3 separate regions of the Mus musculus genome follow, and regions 2 and 3 are each linked to region 1. A link is a contact called in public Hi-C data. All regions are on one chromosome and are shown on one strand. Each heading gives the region's core, a stretch centred on a gene start, on an enhancer-like site or on the middle of the called end of the contact. The rest is flanking DNA. Distances are from core to core; before and after follow the strand shown. Region 1 holds the start of Mab21l2 (mab-21-like 2). Region 2 overlaps Lrba (LPS-responsive beige-like anchor). Region 3 overlaps Lrba (LPS-responsive beige-like anchor).

What was found. A called contact is a pair of places that touch in the nucleus more often than the background predicts.
Region 2: a contact with region 1 is called in a Hi-C map of the G1E-ER4 cell line, with 5 times the contacts expected there. The contact joins the enhancer-like site here to the promoter of Mab21l2 in region 1. A contact is called at or near these places in 2 of 39 promoter capture datasets (hippocampal neurons and liver), 1 of 15 datasets of contacts at CTCF or cohesin (CD8 T cells), 4 of 484 Hi-C or Micro-C datasets (the G1E-ER4 cell line and liver), 4 of 115 datasets of contacts at active chromatin or transcription factors (T-cell acute lymphoblastic leukemia, embryonic hindbrain and embryonic stem cells) and 4 of 9 other capture datasets (adipose tissue, embryonic stem cells, liver and 1 more).
Region 3: a contact with region 1 is called in a Hi-C map of the N1E-115 cell line, with 6 times the contacts expected there. The contact joins the enhancer-like site here to the promoter of Mab21l2 in region 1. A contact is called at or near these places in 2 of 39 promoter capture datasets (both in liver), 2 of 484 Hi-C or Micro-C datasets (the N1E-115 cell line and nephron progenitors), 5 of 115 datasets of contacts at active chromatin or transcription factors (embryonic hindbrain, embryonic stem cells, neural tube and 1 more) and 3 of 9 other capture datasets (adipose tissue, liver and pancreatic islet).

What each region holds. Positions count from the first base shown.
Region 1 is chr3:86,546,875-86,549,806 of GRCm38.p6, reverse strand. It overlaps Mab21l2 (mab-21-like 2), which reads left to right and starts at 1,524. Exons shown (of 1, transcript NM_011839.4): 1 at 1,524-2,932. The coding sequence starts at 2,116. The region is part of intron 40 of Lrba (LPS-responsive beige-like anchor); the gene reads right to left. Gm31677 (a long non-coding RNA gene) reads left to right here. Exons shown (of 5, transcript XR_375777.3): 3 at 793-856.
Region 2 is chr3:86,628,337-86,631,098 of GRCm38.p6, reverse strand. The region is part of intron 44 of Lrba (LPS-responsive beige-like anchor); the gene reads right to left. Among named protein-coding and RNA genes, the nearest start is that of Gm31677, 78 kb to the right of the region's middle. Within about 2 kb of position 1,503, at least 4 of the 459 cell types and tissues checked have an H3K27ac peak or open chromatin away from gene starts, as enhancers often do. A contact at or near this core is called in the G1E-ER4 cell line, where this site is marked.
Region 3 is chr3:86,423,861-86,426,704 of GRCm38.p6, reverse strand. The region is part of intron 36 of Lrba (LPS-responsive beige-like anchor); the gene reads right to left. Among named protein-coding and RNA genes, the nearest start is that of Gm25039, 41 kb to the right of the region's middle. Within about 2 kb of position 1,349, at least 5 of the 459 cell types and tissues checked have an H3K27ac peak or open chromatin away from gene starts, as enhancers often do. A contact at or near this core is called in the N1E-115 cell line, where this site is marked.

The DNA.
Region 1 (2,932 bases), core at 275-2,774:
TACGAGGCAGCAATCACACAGCTTGTTAAGGATAACACATATTCTAAGGAACAAGAGCGACTGAGTTTTAGTGGGATGCAGGGGAGGAGGAAGGCCATCTGGGTAATCAATAACAGTAAAGTTATAGATTTTTATCCCAGTCAACTCCTTTAAAAGCAAGAATCAATTATGAAAATAAAATTATTCTAAACCAGTACTGCCCAAGAATATGTTCACAATTAACGTCACAGTATTTAAAAAATTAAGAAAACCTGAATTCAGGCTCATTTTTTTCCTTCATTTTAATTTAAGTCTAAACTATTTTGGTAGCTTATTTCAATCAGCAAGTATAACCAAGTAATGTATGCTAATATATAAACTTACAGTTTCTCAAAACTCACATATTTTCTCTCTAGTTATTGGTAAATTCCTATAAGAGTAAAATAATGACACAAAGATAGCTAAATCTAAATTATGAAATAAGGATCAAAAACATATCTGGAGTAGTTTTTGTCCTGTTCTGTATTTTTAACAGCATATGGAAATTACTAACAAGAGATTTATGGTTATAGACTGTCATCCTATCCCCTCCTTTACACATACACAGCAATTCTCCAGCTCTTGGCAACAATGGGATGGGAGGGAAAGAGAAGGGGGGGGGGACTACAAAATTTAAGTCCTTTCTTAAGCTCCCCTTCCTGCTCTCATTTGCCTTCAAGCCAAAGACAGTTTGTTAGAGTCTGCACCTTCTGCAGAATGTTCAGAGACTTAAAACCAAAAGTGAAGCTCACTGAAAGCACTACTACTTTGCAGGAATTGATCCAGCCATACCCAGAGAAGAATCCCTTCTATGAAGACTCTCCTCCTCACTGCAACGGTAAGAAAAGAGGATAAAAAAGAAAATGGGACTATGAAACGAGTGAGAGCATTTGGCTTCTGTCTAGTCCCATTTTCTCACCCCCCACGCCCCCTTTATCAAGTGCAGTGTGGTGGCTGCTGAGGTCCCAAGCTTGTCCTCTCTCTCTCTTTCTCTCGGATTGGCTAAAGCACTGACAGCTTGCATAGGGATTGTAGGAACTGAAGCTCCACCCCTTCACGGTGGCCCAGAACCATTCATAAACTAAGGAGAGAGAGAGAGAGAGAGAGAGAGAGAGAGAGAGAGAGAGAGAGAGAGAGAGAGAGAGAGAGAGAGAGAAGTGTGGGGGGCAGGTATCAGAGGACAGGGGGATGAGGTAGAGACTGCAAACGCAACCCAGAGGAGAGGAAAAACCCGGACTCCTTAGACCTGCACACCAGATACAACGTAAGCAACGATTTAGTCACACTAAAATAGATTTTGCTAGGGCCAAAAGTATAAATAACGAGGCAGAAAAGAATATCAAACAACTTGCAGCAGTTTGCACCTAGAGAAAGGCAGGAAGAACCCACCACAAACAAACCAACCCAATCCAAACAACGCCTCCAGTAGGAAGCCAGGAAAACTGCTACGACACAACCCCCTGAGAAGAGAGGAGACTAGCACGCTGAGACCGCGCGGGGCGTCTGCAAACCTCAGAGTGCGCTGCGGCCTGAGCTGTACTTCGCTGCTCTCCGGGCATTAATTACATCCTTCACTTTCCTTTTGGGGGAGGGTAAGGAAGGCATCACCTACGCTGAGCGAAGGCGTCCAACCATCGAGGGAGAAGTTTCAGAATGAACCACTGAATGTTTTTGTCTTATTTTTAAATTTACTTTGGCACTTATAAGACTTCATTTCCAGATATCTGGGCAATCGTGGCTGCTGCGGACATCTAAGCCTAGCCTCTTGGTAACCTAGTTTTTTCTCTCTCACGATTTCATCCATCTCTCCCGCACAAGGAGAGGCTCGTCTTTATTTTTGCAGGTACTTTCCCCCCTAAATAATATTATTTCTAATTTTCTGCGGAAGAAAGAAAAGAAAATTCCAAAGAGGGAAAAGAAAAGGCCAGCCGGCTATATCATCAGCCGGTCAGCCCAGGTGGAAAGCAAGAGTGAAATTGGGGCTTCAGGGGGAACGCACCGCCTTTCCACAGCCGCAGGGCCACCACCAGTGCGTGAGCCTTGGATCCCTCAACGTATTGCGAGACGCCGGTGTACAGCCCGGACCTGTGCCCCAACATGATCGCCGCTCAGGCCAAGCTGGTTTACCAGCTCAATAAATACTACACCGAGCGCTGCCAGGCGCGCAAGGCTGCGATCGCCAAGACCATCCGAGAAGTCTGCAAGGTAGTGTCGGATGTGCTAAAGGAAGTGGAGGTGCAAGAGCCCCGCTTCATCAGCTCTCTGAGTGAGATTGACGCCCGCTACGAGGGGCTGGAGGTAATCTCGCCCACCGAGTTCGAGGTGGTACTCTACCTCAACCAGATGGGAGTCTTCAACTTCGTGGACGACGGATCTCTGCCCGGCTGTGCCGTGCTCAAACTAAGCGATGGGCGGAAGCGGAGCATGTCTCTTTGGGTCGAGTTCATCACAGCGTCTGGCTACCTTTCTGCGCGCAAGATCCGCTCGCGTTTCCAGACACTAGTAGCCCAGGCGGTGGACAAGTGCAGCTACCGGGACGTGGTCAAGATGATCGCCGACACTAGTGAGGTCAAGTTGCGCATCAGGGAGCGCTACGTGGTGCAAATCACCCCAGCGTTCAAGTGCACCGGGATCTGGCCTCGCAGCGCGGCACAGTGGCCTATGCCCCACATCCCCTGGCCCGGCCCCAATCGGGTGGCGGAGGTCAAGGCCGAAGGGTTCAACTTGCTCTCCAAGGAGTGCTACTCGCTGACTGGCAAGCAGAGCTCCGCAGAAAGCGACGCCTGGGTGCTGCAGTTCGGTGAGGCGGAGAACCGCTTGCTGATGGGCGGCTGTAGAAACAAGTGCCTCTCGGTGCTGAAGACGCTGCGGGACCGCCACCTGGAGCTGCCTGGCCAGCCGCTCAATAACTACC
Region 2 (2,762 bases), core at 254-2,753, 81 kb before region 1:
TTCAAAGGCCTGCCACTAATGACCCGCTTCTGCCAGTTAGGTTCTGCCTCCTAATGCTCAACAGTCTCTTAAGACAGAGCTACCAGCTAAGGAAAGAGCTATCAACAATCACATCGAAATTAACAACTATTGTAAGTGATACCAGCACTAAAATTTAAAATGTAGAGATTGTAAGGTTGGGTATAAAACCATACAGTATTAAATAAAAAGTACCATTAAACATAAAGACAAAGACTGGGTGTTCAAACATGCTCCTCTGTGGACACTGCAGATTCAAAGCTTAACAATAGGATTTTATTTTAGTAACACACTATATTCATGAGAAGCACTGGAAAGTCATGACAATTTTATTATCAGAGAAAACAATGTCTCTCTTAGAATTAGAAGGCACCAAGGTAAGACTGCTCTGCCCATGCTGAGGTGCGGTACACATATGGAGTTTGAGACAGGAAAATGAGCCTGGGTTACATGGTAAGACCTTGTTTAAAAGTAAGAGGTCTGGAGAAAGCTGTTTCCATCCTACTAGAAAAGGTCTATAAAAATCCAAATGTTTTTTGAGATTCTCATAGCAAATTGAGGTAGAAAACAACCAAGTGAACTGAAGCCCCAAACTGACAAGACCATCAATTAAGACGTTGTACAGAAATATAAAAAGTTGACAAAGGAATGCTAGCAAACAAAAATTAAAAATAAAAATAAACCCTTAAAATGCCTAATTTGAGTAAACATATGAGTTTAGAAGATTTGGTACATCCAAAGACACACGCATGTCTGAGATACTTTCCCAGTGGTCTGCACAGGGTGCTCCTGCAAGAGAGCATGAACATGGAAAGACAGAGCAGAGGCAGTCCTCCGTATCGTCACAAAACATCATCACTAACACTAACCCTTCTCATATGAGACCATCCTTTAAGCTGATAGGGAAGACACCACATTCTGTCACACAGAGTCTGGGCAAATGCAGGAAAAGAGAAGGAAAACAATCTAATACAAGAGGCAGACACACTGCTTCAGGGGTAGGTCAAAGCAAAAACCCTTCACTTTGGAGAATGCCAAAAAAATTAAAAAATAAAAATCTCTCTTTGCTGAAAATTTTAACCAACACAAAGGAGAGCTCAGATAGGAGAATCTCCCCTGTTCAAGACCTATCACAGATGACCAGCACATTTGGGTGACGTGAGAGCTGGAGTCCAGAATGCTGAGACGATCTACCTGGGACCACACAGGCCAGAATGCTTGCCACTACATCTGGATGAGAACTAACAAGTGCTCTCACCAGCACTGGTAGGTTTACTTGCAGGGAAAAAACAGTACAAAAGGAAAATGCCTCTCTATATGTATAAGCTTCCAGAATCTGAGGTCAGAAAGGACAGGAAGACTGAGAGAAGTACTCCAGCACCGCTGGGCAAAGTGAAATGGAAACCCTAGCCTGTGAAGCACTGAAGAACTCAGTGCCCTCATTGATAAGACCAAACTGCTCACAGAAGCAGCAACACATACGTTCTAGACAGAAGATATTCATATCTCAGGCTGTAATGTTTTCCTGTCCCAGAGAACTCAGCACTGTAATAATAATGTCAAAAAGGGCAGATAAAGGGAGATAAGAAAGAGAACTGACAGTGACATCAGAACCAGAAAGTGAGAAGTAAGACTTCAAACAACCATGGAAGGAAAGGGAAATGGCTTAGTTTGTCGAATGCCTGCCACACAAGCGGAAGGATCTGAACTCAGATCCATTCTATGCATGTATCTAGGTGTGGTAGAATGTCCCTGTAATCTCGCTGTGGGAAGGGTAGACAGGAGAATCCCTTGAGGCATGCTGATAAGCTATGAGCTCTGGATTCACTAAAAAGACACTGTCTCTTGTCGCAGATCTCCTAAATATAAGATGGAAAGGGATAGAAGACGACACCTGGCATTGACTTTGGTCTCCACATACATATACACACAAACACATACATATACACACATACATATACACACAAACAAGTACACATGTATAAACCACACACACAAATAATTTTAAAACGCTATAACAAAATTAGCATTAAGTATAAATGTTAACAACACTGAAATTAAAGTGTAGAGACAGTAAGATTGGGTACAAACCCATATAGTACGAAACACTTTATACAAAATAGAGTTGTTAAACATAAAGACAAATATTAGGTTTTTAAAGATGGAAAGAAGATAGTGTGAAGAGTCACTGAAACAACATTATCATACAAATATCAGAAAAAGCAGTAGGATTCCTATAAGCATAATGTGAGATATTACAAAATATGCACCTATACACTTATTAGGAAATCGTGATTTAAAAGTGTGTGTGTGTGTATTTGTTTCCTGGGACTCCTGCAACAAAGTACCACAACTGAATGGCTCCAAACAATAGAAACCTACCTCTGCCTAGGTACAGAGAAATCTGAAATGGACTGTTGTCAGTGTCAGGGAGCACTGATCTCTCTGAGGCCTCTTGAGGAGGGCCCTCCTTAGCAGCATAACTCTGACCGCAGCTTCTGTTGTCACAGTTCTCTGTGGGCCAGGTGTCCTCATTTTGTCAGGAGCACATCTACATCACAGCATAAGGGCTGGTTCCACCCTAACGGCTGCACCTTAGCTTTATTATATTTGTGGAGACTTCATTAACCCAGTATAAGGCTTAGCTGTTATCTTTAAAAGAATCTGAACCTGGGTCCCTAAATGTATTATTTGGGGACATATTCAATCCAAATCTGATGAAAAGATAAAAATGGACATATCTC
Region 3 (2,844 bases), core at 100-2,599, 120 kb after region 1:
GATCTACCTAATCGTACCCTTTTCAATTATTCTATATATACTATATCCCTGTGAATTACTTTGAGTCCAAACTAGGCATTGAAAAATGAATGCTTTCCTCTATACCAATCTATCCTCTTGTACCAATATGTTGAGAGAAAGTGCAGACTCATTAATTAGAAGAAAAAGAGACCATCCTTCGTTAGCTTCATTTTAAGTCTCTGCTTAGTTCAATGATCCAGCTCAAATGGCTGAAGGATATTGTACTTCAAACTAAGTCTCCAGTTTCCTTTAATTGAGAACTAAATATTTTCCAAGTAGCTCTCACACAAATATACCTTGCAATGGAGAAGGAGAGCTACAGGAAGATACTTGCCTAAGCAGGACACGGTGCTCAGCTCAACCCCAGGATCATGGCAAAGAACCAAAACAATGTGCAATAAAAATGTGAAATTCTTAGTTGTGAGTCTGTGACATAACTCTGGTATTAATTTGAGAATATAAAGAGAGATATCAATGATGACACAAACAGGCCCTTCTATGGCTAAAACACGGCTGCCACGCATACAAAACATAGTGAACACAGCAATACAGAAAAGTCTATGCAAGGAGTTTAAGTTTTTAAGCAAAATGCAACTTTTAAGAATTGCATTTAAAAACAGCATTCTTAGATATACCAAAGAAAAGTATCAAATTTGGTTTAAAAAAAAAAAAAAAAAGAGCATTCCCTTCAATACAGTAAGAAATTAGTAGTTGTGCGTAGCACTTTAAAAGTCTACCCAGAATAAGCTGGGCACAGTGGCACATTTCTTTAATCCCAGCACTCAGGAGGAAGAGGCAAGAGGATCTCTGTGAGTTCAAGACAGTCTGGTCTACAGAGTGAGTTCCAGGAGGACCAGCACTACATAGTAAGACCTTGTTTCAAATAAATAAATAAATAAATAAAAATTTTTGTTGAAATAATAATAGTTAGACTGTTGTGGATAACCCTGGGGCTAATTATATTTGATGTTAATTCTGTTCTCCTATGAGGGGTTCTGAACGAGGAATGAGTCAGCACTCAAGTGATTTCCTGTAAACCTGCAAAGAGAAAATGGAAGAGGGAGAGGATGCAGAGGAGGAGGAGGAAGAAAAGCAGAGCAGAAGCACATGGCCTGGGGAACTGCAAGTTCTAAAGAGGTCTCATAGATGTGAAAGATGGTAGTGTAGATCTGCCCAATCTGGGCGCACCGCGTGCAGTCATATTAACTGTGTTGTGTTTTCATTGTCCAGGCATACGTGGGAGGAGATTTACTGCAACATTAGACCACCACAGTGCCAAAGCATTATTTGTAAAGTGTAACAAATAACACTGAAAACAGGGGCACAGGAAGTAAGGTCTCCGGTAGATAGCAGGGCTGACCGGCCTGGGAAAGAGACTGAAGTGTGCAACCACCGGGTATGCAGTGCAGTGGTGCATCACCATAGGCAGAGAGTTGACATAAGGTACAAATTGAAGACAGCCCAGAAGCTATATCTTTTTTTTCTTTTTTAGATATTTTCTTTATATACATTTCAAATGCTATCCCGAAAGTTCCCTATACCCTGCCCTCTCACCCCACTCCGGTGCTTCCCCTACCCAGACACTCCCACTTCTTGGCCCTGGCTTTCCCCTGTACTTGGGCATATAAAGTTTGCAATACCAAGGGGCCTCTCTTCCCACTGATGGCCGACTAGGCTATCTTCTGCTACATATGCAGCTAGTGACACGAGCTCTGGGGGGTACTGGTTAGTTCATATTGTTGTTCCTCCTATAGGGTTGCAGACCACCAGAAGCTATATCTTGATGGCTTACCTACAACATCATTTAAATTCTTTTAAACATTCCAATGTATCTAAGAATTTGAACTTCAAATTGAGTTATTTAAGAAAAACAAAATTAAAAGGGTAATTTTACAACAAGATGAACAATGCTATAATATATTACATTACTAGAATACTAAGAAAATAGAATGTCTGTGTTTTTACTGCAAAACAGTGATAAGCAAGTGAGGTAATATGTACTAATAAGATTGAATTAGCTATCCCCACAGATACATTCTAAATTTAATATACATCCCTTGTCTTGTCTGTGGATTAAAATACATGAATAAGCTACTTTTACGCCACATACAGTGAGTTTAATTTTGATAAACAAATACTATGCACTCACATGACTTAAGAGGCAGTGATAGAAATGGTGACCTCTGAGTCAATATTATTTCACTACTTTAAAAGATGTATGTTACATATACTGTTCTAACTCTTAAACAGTATGAGCACCCACAGGCATACATATGTTAAGACATTTTCGTAACCTGTTTAACTTTCTTCTGTAGTTGGATATAAAATATCAACTACAAGATCTATTGTTGTGTGTGTTATATGTATATACATTCATGCATACACAGATGAATATACACACACACACACATATATACACACACACACACAGACACACACACATACATATTCATCTGTGTATGCGTGTGCATGCACCTACTTTCATATGGAAGCCAGAGGTTAACTTTGCAAGTCTTCCTTAATTGTTCCTGACACAATTTCTCAATAAACCGAGAACTTCCCACAGTTCTGCTATGCTCTCTGGCCAGTGAGTTCTGAAGTCTGCCTATCTCTGCCTTTCCAGCATCAGGATTACTGAAACTCACCACAGAGCCACCAGCCAGGTTTTATATATCAGTGGTAGGGATCATATCTCAAGTACCCATTTGTGCAGCAGCCTCCCCAGACCCTCTGCTGAGTTCTTACTTGATATTTTATTCTTTGTGGCATTAACTTCTGAATAATCTCTAAATTTAAAAACTGTCACCCATTAATTCACTGAGG